Linked DNA regions of Capra hircus: region 1 is linked to region 2. The links are chromatin contacts, called in public Hi-C maps. All regions are on one chromosome and are shown on one strand. The core of a region is the stretch at or near the end of the contact, and the rest is flanking DNA. Distances in the headings are between cores, read along the strand shown.

What was found. Hi-C and Micro-C count contacts between places; a contact is called where the count stands out from the background.
Region 1: a contact with region 2 is called in a Hi-C map of blood, with 10 times the contacts expected there. The contact joins the enhancer-like site here to the promoter of MAP3K4 in region 2. A contact is called at or near these places in 2 of 5 Hi-C or Micro-C datasets (blood and liver).

Annotation. Positions count from the first base shown.
Region 1 is chr9:84,289,066-84,295,473 of ARS1.2, reverse strand. All of the region lies in intron 10 of PARK2 (E3 ubiquitin-protein ligase parkin), which reads left to right. Among named protein-coding and RNA genes, the nearest start is that of TRNAG-UCC, 52 kb to the right of the region's middle. Within about 2 kb of position 4,608, at least 1 of the 5 cell types and tissues checked has an H3K27ac peak or open chromatin away from gene starts, as enhancers often do.
Region 2 is chr9:83,937,846-83,944,911 of ARS1.2, reverse strand. MAP3K4 (mitogen-activated protein kinase kinase kinase 4) reads right to left here and starts at 3,755. Exons shown (of 26, transcript XM_018053443.1): 1 at 3,610-3,755. The coding sequence starts at 3,740.

The sequences.
Region 1 (6,408 bases), core at 3,359-5,858, 350 kb before region 2:
TTGAGCGAGGGGGGTGGTCTACAGCAACCAGTGTCTGAACAGCCCTGCAGGCGCCCCCACGGGCTGAGAGCCGCTGCTGTGCTGACTTGCCAGCGCTCCGGGGCAGGGACTGCTTTTGTCCGTTGTCTGTGTATTCTCTTTTGTTTACATATTCCCAGTACCTAGAACAGTGCCTGGCACATCGCAGGCATCCACCACATGTTTGCTGAATGAAGGGGTTTCTGTGCCAGCTCGACAAAAAAACCATAACAGTCGGCTTTGTACCAGAATATCTGCACTTTACACAAAGGACGAGCTTGTTCTCTGCTCCAGCTCCCTCTTTGCATCAGGGATGCCTCCACATTCCAGCTCCTGTCTGCCTTGATCATTTTAGTCTTGACCGGCCTGAGATCCGTGACCTCAAGACCTCCATCATCCAATATCCAGCTCAGGTTACCTTCCTCACCTGACTGCAGATTTCCCCCATTTGTCAATTCGTGAGACTAGTTAACCACAAAGAACTTTAAAATTCCCATTAAGTGATACCCTCACTAATAATCTGACAGCTTAATATTTAGGCTGTCCTCTTTCCCCACCCATCTCAAAGCATGCTCACAGACATTATTTACCTTCCTTCCGCTCCATGAGGTCCCTTGGGGCAGGCAGGGCTGTATAAGATCTAATCCCACGGTGGTGCCTCATACTGATCGCGCTAAGAGCAGAAATCACCTCTGGTGCTGTCATCGTCCAGAATATCCTTCCAGACCAAATCTGACGGCATGGCCTGGGAAGTCTGGAGCTGAGCGCCGGGAGTGTAGCCTGGCAGCTCTCCCCATCCAATGCCTGACGCTCCTTTACATTCTAGCGCTTAAGTGATTTCCTTCTAAATACACGTGGAGATAGATATATTCACAGTAATTACTGATTAAATATATTTATCATATAAACTAATGCTATGTAAATACACAGCTGCTGTGCTCTGCTCAGTGACATCAGTCGTGTCTGACTCTTTGTGATCCCATGAATCATAGCCCACCAGGCTCCTCTGTCCATGGAATCTCCAGATAAGAATACTGGAGTGGGTTGCCATTTCTTCCTCCAAGGGATCTTCCTGACCCAAGGATAGAACCCCTGTCTTCCTGCCTCTCCTGTATTGTAGGCAAATTCTTTACCAGTGAGCCACCAGGGAAGCGCATAAATACATAGATTCCCCACCAAAAAAGAAGTTCAGTTCAGTTCAGTTCAGTCGTGTCCAACTCTGCGACACCGTGAACCACAACACGCCAGGCCTCCCTGTCCATCACCAACTCCCGGAGTTCACTCAGACTCACGTCCATCGAGTCAGTGATGCCACCCAACCATCTCATCCTCTGTCGTCCCCTTCTCCTGCCCTCAATCTTTCCCAGCATCAGGGTCTTTTCCAATGAGTCAGCTCTTCATATCAGGTGGCCGAAGTATTGGAATTTCAGCCTCAACATCAGTCCTTCCAATGAACACCCAGGACTGATCTTCTTTAGGATGGACTGGTTGGATCTCCTTGCAGTCCAAGGGACTCCAAAGAGTCTTCTCCAACACCACAGTTCAAAAAGAGTAATAAATATTAATAGTTCCAAGAATCTTTGTGCCTGAAAGGGAACCGCAGTGTTCCAACTCACCGGCAGGGGGCGCGCTGCTCACAAGCAGCGCTCTTGGACTAGAACATTTGTCTGCTGAGACCACTACTCTCTGCGGAGGCAGGAGTTTTCAGTTAAAGATGTGGCAAGTGGGTGCTATCTGGGCATTCAGTTTTGATGATAAAGGCGACACTTCACAGTTGGCGTTCACCTGAAAACATTCTCATCTGATTCCAGCTAACTAATTTCAGAAATTAATGCCAATCAGATCCTTCTTGGAAAATAGATTTAAATTGACTTTTAGAAGTAGGATATTTGTTGGTGTTTAGTCACTAAGTTGTGTCCAGCTCTTAGTGGCTTCATAGACTGTAGCCTGCCAAGTTCCTCCGTCCATGGGATACTCCAGGCAAGGGTACTGAAGTGGGTTGCCATGCTCTCCTCCAGGGGGTCTTCCTGAGCCAGGGATAAACCCTCAGCTCCTGCATTGGCAGGTGGGTCCTTTACTGCTGAGCCATCAGGGAGGCCCCAGGGTAAACAGATGTCACAGATAAAGCTGGAAAGATGACATGCATGCGAAGAGTCTCTCAAGTTGTTCTGTTGTTCAGCAACTTGGTCGTGTCCAGCTCTTTGCGACCTCATAGACTGCAGCACAGCAGGCTTCCCTGTCCGTCCCCATCTCCCAGAGCTTGCTCAAATTCACGTCCTTTGAGTCGGTGATGCCATCCAACCATCTCATCCTCTGTCGTGCCCTTCTCCTCCTGTCCTCAGTCTTTCCCGGCATCAGGGTCTTTTCCAATGAGTCAGCTCTTTGCATCAGGTGGCCAAAGTATTGGAGCTTCAGCTTTAGCATCAGTCCTTCCAATGAATATTCAGGACTGATTTCCTTTAGGATTGACTGGTTGGAGCTCCTTGCTGTCCAAGGGACTCTCAAGAATCTTCTCCAGCACCAGAGTTTGAAAGCATCATTTCTTCAGCACTCAGCTTTCTTAATGGTCCAACTCTCATATCCATACATGACTACTGGAAAAACCATAGGTTTGACTATACGGACCTTTGCCAGCAAAGTGATGTCTCTGCTTTTTAATACACTCTCTAGGTTTGTTGTAGCTCTTCTTCCAGGGAGTAAGTGTCTTTTAATCTCGTGGCTGCAGTTGCCATCTGCAGTGATTTCAGAGCCCAAGACAATGAAATCTGACGCTGCTTCCGCATTTTCAAGTAGCTCTAACTTGCATCTATATCAACAGTGTCTCCTAGGCACAAATTTTAAAATCTCTCTGAGGGCACTTGATTAGCCTGCATTTTTCAAAGAGAATTCCATTGGTCTTTTCAGTTTATACAAACCCCACAGTCTGACAGTGTCACCTCTATAAACACAAGATGAGGTTGGTGATGTTGATGCCTTCGGGGTGCCCCAGGCTCTGTGCTAAGAGCCTGCATGCTTATATTCTTGACTCACAGCCACCGTTGTGAGGTGTGAACTGTGTCCATCACACAGGTGACCAGAGCCTGGGGCTTGGGGTCTGTCCATGGTTACACGGCAAGCGAAGAAGGAAGCTGGCATTTGAGCCCAGGGATCGATGCCTCTAAGCCCTGCTCTGAACCACTTCTCAGGATGCAGGCAGCTCTAAGCGTCCACTTGACCATTACCACCTACAAACAAAACCACGGTCACTGCTTGGGCCACAGGCTGTCTGTCATGCCAATAGTTGACCTTGCTGAGATGGATTTTGAAGGTATATAGGAATTAGGAGAAACTGCTGATTTTTTAGACATTGACTATGTAAAAAAAAGGGGGTTTCTGTGATAGCTCAGTTGGTAAAGAATCCGCTTGCAATGCAGGAGGCCCTGGTTTGATTCCTGGGTGGGCAAGATCCGCTGGAGAAGGGATAGGCTACCCACTCCAGTATTCTTGGGCTTCCCTGGTGGCTCAGCTGGTAAAGGATCTGCCTGCAAGGCAGGAGACCTGGGTTTGACCCCTGGATTGGGAAGATCCCCTGGAGGAGGGAAAGGCTACCCACTCCAGTATTCTGGCCTGGAGAATTCCATGGACTGTATAGTCTATGGGGTCAAAAAGAGTCGGACACAGCTGAGTCACTTTGACTTTCATGTAAGAAGAGAGGCCCGTCCCATCCCACGCCCACACGTCCTGCCCCCCATGTGCACTCATGCACTGACCCCCGGCGTGCGAATGAACACAAAGCAGACACAGGGGTCTGTGCAATGCGCCTAACTGTCACACTGCCCTGTGGGAGCCACAGTCAAGCTCATGTAGGATGATGGTGCTGAGTCACCTCCTGGCACGCACTGCCAAGTCCCTGCTTTGCAGCCTGATGCCTGAAAGCATGAGGGAGGGTGAGTTCATCCAGCTAGGCAGGCTCTTAGTCTCAAGCAAGGTGCCTCCCAAGCCTGCCTGTGCCCCGCGAACCCCCAGGGCATTGTTATAAATGTTTATTTATTTGGCTGTGTCGGGTCTCAGTTGTGGTATGTGGGACCTTCCTCTGCAGCGCCTGGACTCTCTAGTTGTGGCACGCAGGCTCCAGGGCACACAGGCTCAGTAGCTGGGACACTCAGGCTTACTCGCCCCATGGCACATGGGATCTTAGTCCCCCCGCCCAACCAGGGATCAAACCCGCATCTCCTGCAGTGCAAGGCAGCTTCGTAACTACTGGACCACCACAGAAGGGCCCACCCCAGCGCCAACCAGTCACATTTGTGGACTCCACCCTGGATCCGCATCTCCAGGTTGTGAGCACAAGCAAAGGTGCGCGTGTGTGTCTAAATGACGTGATCCCATAGCAGTGGGCACACCCGACCACTGCCAGCGATCATTCCAGAAGGTTTTGGACATCGGTACCAAGGATGCTCATAAAGGATGCTGAGCAGGGTGCCAGTGGAGAGGCTCTCGATAGCGCTTCTCCCCCTGGTTTGTCTGGACACAGAGAAGCCACTAGAAGGACTGCCCAGCGCTTGCCCCTTGGCTCCCCGACGTCAGGTGGGCCCGCAGCAGAGAGCTGGGCCCCTGACTGTCCTGCTGCCGGTGGATCCAGCTGGGTGAAGCGAAAGAAGCAAGAATGACCTTGACGTGGGAGTGGAGGCCCCCGAGGGGATTGTGGAGCTCTCGGGGGCTCTGTTCTCCCAACGAGGAAGGCAGGCAGCCAGCAGCAGGGGGAGCGGGCTGGGCAGTGAGACAAGCAGAGATGAAAAGGACAAGGAATAGCCAGCCTCAGCTCTGACAGCTGCGGCCTCACCCACATCCCCTTAAGAGCAGTTGCAGCAGGTCAGGCAGAAGCGAGGACCGGCCGCGGGGCCGTGGGCAGAGAGCCACAGAGCAGGCGGTGGCGGGGGACAGGGGGCACCGCTGGGCTCCAAGGAGCTGATGTCCACCCCGCGGCCTCAGCCTGTAGAACCGCTCTGTGACCTTGCCACGGCCTTCAGCCCTGGGTCCTCTTTGCTGTTTGCACATCACAGGAAAGGGCTTCCCTCGTGGCTCAGTTGTTAAAGAAGCTGCTGCAATGCAAGAGACCCGGGTTCAATCCCTGAGTCAGGAAGATCCTCTGGAGAAGGAAATGGCAAAACCCACTCCAGTATTCCTGCCTGGAGAACCCCATGGACAGAGGAGCCTGGTGGCCACAGTCCATGGGATCACAAAGAGTCAGAAACGACTGAGCGTCTGAGCACAGAGCAAATACAAACTATTATGCAGAGCATAACCGTTTATCCGACCTTGTTGGATAAACAGCAGCGTTCTGCTTCAAGTGGTTTAGAAACTGCCTTCCGATGCAGGGAACCTGGGTTCAATCCCTGGTGCAGGAACTAAGATCCCACCTGCCACAGAGCAACCACGCCCGCGGAAAGCGATGAAGACCCAGTGCAGCCAAAATAAAAATAACGAATTAAACTTTAAAAGCACTGGCTGCATACCAGGTCTAAACATTAAAAAGCAAAACCAGCAAGCTCCGACTGTTTAGCACAGGGAACTATATTCAATATATTTGATAAACCATAATGGAAAAGAATATGGAAAGAAAATATATGTGTATCTGAGCCCAGCTTTCTTTATAGTCCAACTCTCACATCCATACATGACCACTGGAAAAACCATAGCTTTGACTAGACGGACCTTTGTTGGCAAAGTAATGTCTCTGCTTTTTAATATGCTGTCTAGGTCGGTCATAACTTTTCTTCCAAAGAGTAAGCGTCTTTTAATTTCATGGCTGCGGTCACCATCTGCAGTGATTCTTAAACTACAGTTGATTTATAATATTGTGTTAGTTTCAGGTGTACAGCTGAAAATGACTGAGTTATGCATATATCAGTTGTGTGGTGAGTCTCTCAGCCGTGTCTGATTCTTGTGACTCCAGCCCTCCAGGCTCCTCTGTCCATGGGATTTCCCAGGCAAGAATACTGGAGTGGCTTGCTATTTCCTCTTCCAGGGGATCTTCCCGACCCAGGGATAAAGCCTGTGTCTCCTGCATGTCCTACACTGGCAGGTGGATTCTTTACCACTGAGCCATGGGGGAATCCTTCAGTACATACGCGCGCGTGCGTGTGCGTGTGCGTGTGCGTGTGTGTGTGTGTGTGTGTGTGTGGACACATATTCTTTTTCAGATTCTTTTCCGTTATAGGCTATTATAAGAGATTGAATATCGTTCTCTGCATTATACAGTAAATCTCTGTTGCTTATCTATTTTATACATGGCAGGTGTATCTGCCAACCCCTCCCCGCCCCTCTTTCCCCACTGGTGACCGTAAGCTCGTTCTCTGTGTCTGTGAGTCTGCTTCTCTTTTGTAACTAAGCTCATTCGTCTCGCTAAGC
Region 2 (7,066 bases), core at 2,506-5,005:
CACATGGAAGAGTGCTCTAGTGAAGACAAAAGCAGTACAAAATGATATCTCAGTAAGCAATGCCCGTGGGCAACAGCGCAAGGTGTGATGACAGAAGAAAGATAGAACAGCATGCGAGGGTGTTCGGGGAGCAGAACGAAGCCAGCACTCATAAAAGGCTTCAGAGAAAGCAAATGGGAGACTTTCTAAAGAAACAGGAAAAGCAAAAACAAGCTCTTATAATTTGTTACTCCTTCTAATTCTAATGAAAATGTCTTTCTGCAGACACTTCATTTAAAAAAAAGTCTTTCTGTAGAGAAGAGGTGTATCTGAAGCAGAGCTGGAAGAAGAGAAGGAAGATGAAATAAATTATGACTGGGGAAAAAAGACTTAGTAAATATGGGGTGGCCTCTGACTTGACTCCTCACAAAGCCTCTTTTAAATGGCTGGGGACAACGTGATGCTAATTAATACAACATGACAAATAATTAGAAAGATATCAGATTCCAAAACCAAACTAACACGAAGTGAAACAAAAGTCAGGGTCAATACCAACCCAGCAAATTGACCGTATCTTAGGTGGATGTCCTTTCTCAACTTCAAGAGCCGATTATAAAGCAACCAGGGGCTTTCCTGGTGGTCCAGTGGTTATAAAGGTGCCTTGCAATGCAGGGGACACATGTTCAATCCACGGTCGGGGAAGATCCTACATGCCGCGGACCAGCCAAGCCCGGATGCCGCAACTACTGAAGCTAAGCTCCAGAGCCCAGGCACCACAAAGAAGAGGAGCCCCCGCGGGCCGCGACTAGAGAAAGCCCGTGCACAACAGTCAAGACCCGGCACAGCCAAAGATAAAGAAATAATGTATCTTTAAAAACTAACATATTTTAAAAATAAGGAAAGCTGGTGAATCGCTTCAGCATTGGCTCAGTCCGTTCTTTTCTACATAGCTCACATTTCTCGAATAACGTAACATGATGAACTACCTATGTACTCAGTGGAGGATGTGGAGAGCTAGATTCAGGGCAGCTTGCACACAGGACAGCTGAGCTACTAGTTTAAAATGAACGGGCTTTTAATAACCGTTTGCAGAATTAATAGAAACAGGGCCCCTTGATTAAGGGATACTCTTGATTAAGGGATTCGTAATAATGAACCAGGGCTTTGTCTTCCTTCCCTGGACCATACACGGTAGGGTCTTCCCTAAGATGTCCCATTTTCTTGGGTTGCTGAGGGACTTGGGAAGTCCTGAAGCACCAGGAGATGCTGGATCTGGGAACAGGGGCGCTGGCTGCAGAAATCTGGAGGACTGTCATCTAGAGCAGGGAGGGAGTGCTGACCAGCCCAGCATAAGCGATTGTCATTGAAATCACTTGTTGATCACCTTTAGGAGTAGGGCGCTGCGACTGATTAAATGCCCACTTTTCTAAATCCAGTTTTGTATACTTGTTTCTGGGCTTCCCCGGTGGCTCAGTGGTAAAGAATCTACCTATTAATGAAGGAGAAATGAGTTTGACCCCTGGGTCAGGAAGATTCCCTTGACAGGGAAATGGCAACCCACGCCAGTATCCTTGCCTGGGAAATCCCATGGATAGAGGAGCCTGGCGGGCTATAGTCCATAGGGTCGCAGGAGAGTTGGGGATGACTTAGTGACTAAACAACATACTTGTTTCTACTTTTGTAAGAAAGAGGAACAACAATTACCAGTAATCTATTCAAAAGAGAAATCTCCAAGGTCTGACCTTCTGGGAATTCAGCTCCAGTCTTCTCCATTTATCAGCACTTGAATTGACAATCTCTGATAAGGACAACTTAATGCTTGACCATCAGTATAAATTGTTACTTTCAGTCTTTTGTTTATGTAACCACAAAAGCACACAATGTTTTTGTTCTCATTGCTTACTTCACAGATCTATTTAATCCATTTTTTTAAATTAAAAGACGTCTTAGTGATGGGCAGAAAAAATAAATCAGTACAATGTGTAATACAACTTTTTCTTATAAAGCTATCCATACACACACACATACACACATATATATATCATATGGGTCAAATTACTAAATGGGATAGAATTTTTAGAAATTGGATTTTTTCTGATTAATAAGCACATTAGCTAGTTTTAGAGTATTAATTTTACTGTACTTGTATCAATTTGAAAGTGAAAGTAAAAGGGTTATTCACTCAAGTCGTGCCCAACTCTTTGCAACACCATGGACTGTAGTCCACCACACTCCTCTGTCCATGGAATTCTCCAGGCAAGAATATTGGCATGGGTTACCATTTCCTTCTCCAGGGGATTATCTCACCTGTAGTTCTACATAACATGAAGCATACAGAGCATGTGAATACTCATAGCTAAGGGCATATAAATGCCCTTTTAACCTGCAATCAATATACCCTATGGTAAGCTACTTCTTGCCATTTAAATCAGAGTTAATAACAAAAATGTTTCTCGTCGCTTTCAAAATAGATGGGGAAAAAATAGAAACTGTGGCAGATTTTACTTTCTTGGGCTCCAAAATCACTGCAGATGGTGACCGCAGTCGTGAAATTAAAAGCTGCTTGCTCCTTGGAAGTTATGGCAAAGCTATGGCAAACCTAGACAGTATATTAAAAAGCAAAGATATTGCTTTGCTGACAAAGGTCCGTCTAGTCAAAGCTATGGTTTTTCCAGTAGTCATGTATGTTGGATGTGAGAGTTGGACCATAAAGAAGGCTAGGCGCCGAAGAATTGATGCTTTCAAAATGTGCTAGAGAAGACTCTCAAGAGTCCCTTAGACAGCAAGGAGAGCAAACCAATCCATCCTAAAGGAAACCAACTCTGAATATTCATTGGAAGGAATTCATTGCTAAAGCTGAAGCTCCAATACCTTGGCCACCTGATGCAAATAGCCAACTCACTCATCAGGAAAACATGCTGATGCTGGGAAAGATTAAGGGCAGGAGGAGAAGGGGGCAGCAGAGGATGAGATGGTTGGATGGCATCATTGACTCAACAGATGTTAGTTTGAGCAAACTCTGGAAGACGGTGAAGGACAGGGAAGCCTGGCATGCTGAAGTCCATAGAGTCACAAAGACTTGGACACGATTGAGGGACAGCAATATGTCTTTCTAGGAACACAGGTTTAGCATAAAACAAGGTAAATTTGTAGCAGGAAAATGACATGCCCATAGTAGGCATGTTAAGGCAGAACTGATTATATTGGTTTTTCCTGGCTGTGAAATGTCTCTGCTCGGAAATACAGGTATTGGAGCTCTTTGTCCATCTCTTCCCACCCAGCCCGTCACAGTCTCTTCACACACCCTCAGCAAAAGGATGTAAAAACAGGGAGACATAGGCGGCTGCCCTTCTCTGAAACATCGCCTACTCTGGCCAGTTTCGAAACTGGACTTCAGGGTCTGGAGCACCAGGGCCAAGCATCAGTGCTCCTGGAAAGGGAAAAACCCACTCACTGAAAATTCCATTCCTCCACGTTCACACAGATTGTCAACCCAGCTACCCGGTTGTGTTCCGTCGCTGAGCCAGCTGCTGGGCCGAGGGACCTGACCAGCTCCCCACCTCCACCCCCGGAGGGCAGACCCCGCGCCGGCAGACCCGAGCCCAGCTTGGAGGCGGAGGGGTCCCCTACCTTGGCTCCGCGCATCCTTCCCCCGGGCGGGTCCCGGCTCCCGCCGCGCGGGCACTGGCCGCGAGGCCGCCGCCGCCGCCGCCGCCCCGTGACTTTGCCGGAATGCAGGCAGCTGCCGACTTGGCCAGCATCTCCAGTTTTCCTATCAGAAGCATAAATCGTCCACAGCAATTGGCCAGGCGCCCGCACCAGCTCCCATCCCAGCCTTGGAATCCTCTCCCTTGCAGCCCGAGCCTGCAGCCTGAGAAGGGAATGAGCTGGGCTGGTGGAGCCACTGAGCAGAAAACCTGCGACAGGTTTGGTGGTCCTGGGGACCCCCACCTGGGGGCGCGGGCTGCAGCCCCCGCGGCTGAAAAGGCCGGGGTCTGCCGTCCCCTGCCGGCCGCTGTCGGTCGGTGTTCGCTTCTGTTTGGCTCTGAAGTGTTTTCCGGCTGAGTAGAGAGCTTCAAAGGCCCGGCTGAAAAGAAAGGTTGTTTGCGCTTCTGTGGCTTGGAGTGAAGTCTGAACTGCGTCAGAGCTATTGCCCCCGAGGCTCTTGGATCGCCCAAGGGGAGGCAGTTTCGGTGTTTCTGGAAACTCCAAGCTCTTGCAGGAAGCCAACGTTCCACATTTAACCATGTAACATAATCTGTTTTATCTCCTATGGCTTGCCTGTCTCTCCAAATAAGCAAGACTCTGCAGAACCGGGCTCAAAAAGGAGCTTTGAGAAGAAGAAAGTCTTCAATGGCCTGAGTCCTTGCCTGCCTAGTGTTGATTGCAACAAAAGCTGACCCCTTTAAAGGCCTTTATAGATCAATAATGACGAGAGACCAGAAAGAGAAGCTTTCATTCAATTTCATTTATTGGAGCACCAACACACCCTCTGCTGGTTTGGGGGACATCCAAGGGAAACGCAATGTGCAGTGCGTGTCCTGGAGTTTACCCTCTGCTTGGCGATGTTCATTCTAAAAACAGAAAGCAAACAGAACTCTGCACAATTAAGCAGCAAGCTCAGTACAAGAAACTGAAATGTGCAAACCCAGGCAGATGGCCTCTGGGCAGCACCGCAGAGATAAGCAGCACCCTGGCGCCCCCACCTCCCACCCCACCCGGCCCAGGCAACACATTTCTGCTCTTTCTACCAGCACTTGGCTTGGCCTCAGTGCTGGGACTTCCAGGGTGATCACAGTTCCACAAAAGCAGTAGGTGCTCAATAAATGCTCATTCTGAGCGTTGGAGTGAATGACTATGGCAATGATAGGAAACTGGAGGGCTGGAGGGCTGAAGGGCTTGGCCCTGGCATTCGATACCCCATCCAGCCTCACCAGTTGTGTGACCCTGGGTCAGTTAACTGAACCTCTCCTTCTGTGTCAATAAAATGTGAATGATAACACATTCCTCTTAGGGTCAGGAGGAGGAGTAAATGAAATAATCCATGTACAGTGCTAGGGGCCCCCCTGGGGGGAGTCAGTGGTAAAGAACCTGCCTGCCAATGCAGGAGATGCTGGTTCAAACCCTGGGCCAGGAAGATCCCCTGAGAAGGAAAAGCAACCCGCTCCAGTATCCTTGCCTGGGAAATCCCATGGACAGAGGAGCCTGGTGGGCTGTAGTGTATGGGGTTGCAAAGAATTTGACGCACTGAGCAACTGAGCATGCAGAGGGCCTCCCATGCAACCATTTCTCAATCCAGGGAAGCTAATACCATTGTTGCCGCCACTGCTGTTGCTTCTTCCAGAAGAAGTCTGCAAGGCAGTCGTTAAAAGCAGTCACTTGGGACACAGACACTTAGGATTCTTTCTGTTGGCATAACTTTGGGCAGGTGAGTTTCAATGTCCTGACCTGTAAGATGGTAATAATAATAATAAAGGAAAAGCTGCTAATCACAGCACGATTTACTGTACTTCATTCATCGTGGTGTTTGTGCTCAGAAGAGAGCGGACAAGTCCACAGTAAATGGTAGTTGGAGGTAAAAAATTGCTCCTAAGGTAATAATGTCTGTCTCTTATTTCACTTGTCCACTCACTTGCCCATCGGCGGATCAGTTCTTAGTGAACTGCCCGCCCATGTCTGAACCCGGTGCTTCCTTCCCAAGGAAGGCGTGACTGACGGCAGCCCTTGGTTTCAGACAATGTCTGATGTGCAGTAATTTCCACAGAAGGGCCCGCAGGACTTCTCATGGGATTACTGCTAATAATTTGGCCTGGGCAGGTGGAAAGGTGTCTTGAGGATCCAAATGCAATAACCCTTTAGCTCCCATAGTTATTCAGATGGTGGGACTTGGTTTTGTATAGTAGGTCAAATAAAGCTGAATGATGTTTGCAGTAATCCCTCACTCCACGGGCGAAAGGGGAGGACTCTGGAAGGAACCGGGGTACAGAGCCCCGCAGGGGGCTTGCAGTGACATATAGGGTAGCTGTCCCTTGCCCATGGAGCCTTTCCAAACTATCAACTGTCGTTTAGTTGCTAAGTCATCTTCGACTCTTTTGTGACCCCATGGACAGTAGCTTGATAGCCTCCTCGGTCCATGAGATTTCCCAGGCAAGAATATTGGAGTGAGTTGAAGAAGCCATTTCCTTCTTCAGGGAGTCTTCTGGACCCAGGGATCAAACCCTCATTTCTTGCTTAGCAGGTGGATTCTTTACTATCGAGTCCCCAGGGAAGCCCATGCAAATAAGTTCATTTTAAAAAAGAAAGAAAGAAAGAAAAAACGGATCACCGAAGAGTTGACAGTGTGTTTTGTGTCATCTTTTCAGAAATCCCACGTGAAACATAAGAATGAAATGTCACCAACCCCATGGGCCTCAGGAGGGAGCCATCCTGCGTGATCATTACCTGAGCCTTGTCCTATTACCGCTCTCACACTTAGTCAGGGCATAATTCACGCATTTCCAGGCAAAGTTTATATACTTGTCTCCCATCTTCTGCCTAAACTCGCCAGACATCAAACAAACAACTTCTTTATGAGACTTGAACCCAAAATCAATATATCCATCCCACTCATTGAACTAGGAGGTTTCGCAGATGGTTTCAGATGGTAAAGAGTCCACCGAGTCTCAACCTAGCAGACTTCTTTTTCTCTCGCTAATGTGATACAATACATGGATTTGAAAGGCATCAAGCTAGAAGAAAGTCCTGGGAAGTATTCCAAATCTTACAGCTCATACATAAAAGTAATTTGATGGTGGCCTCCCTAAATTTTACAACAATCCTTAAAAGCTGTCTTTCATTACCAATAATGAGTTATGAACTTGAAAGCTTTAAATCTAAAAATGCTCGAGAAAGAACGAATGACTTTTCTATTCTCTCATAAAATGTGATGTTACAAAACCATTGTTAAATGGAGATTCAGTCAAAGAACAAACATGCTGGGGCAAAAGTATTACAGAGGTGGCTCAGGAATTTGTTAAATAAAATACGCTATTTTCCTGTGTGCTGTGCTCAGTCACCCAGTCATGTCCAACTCTTTGCAACCCCATGG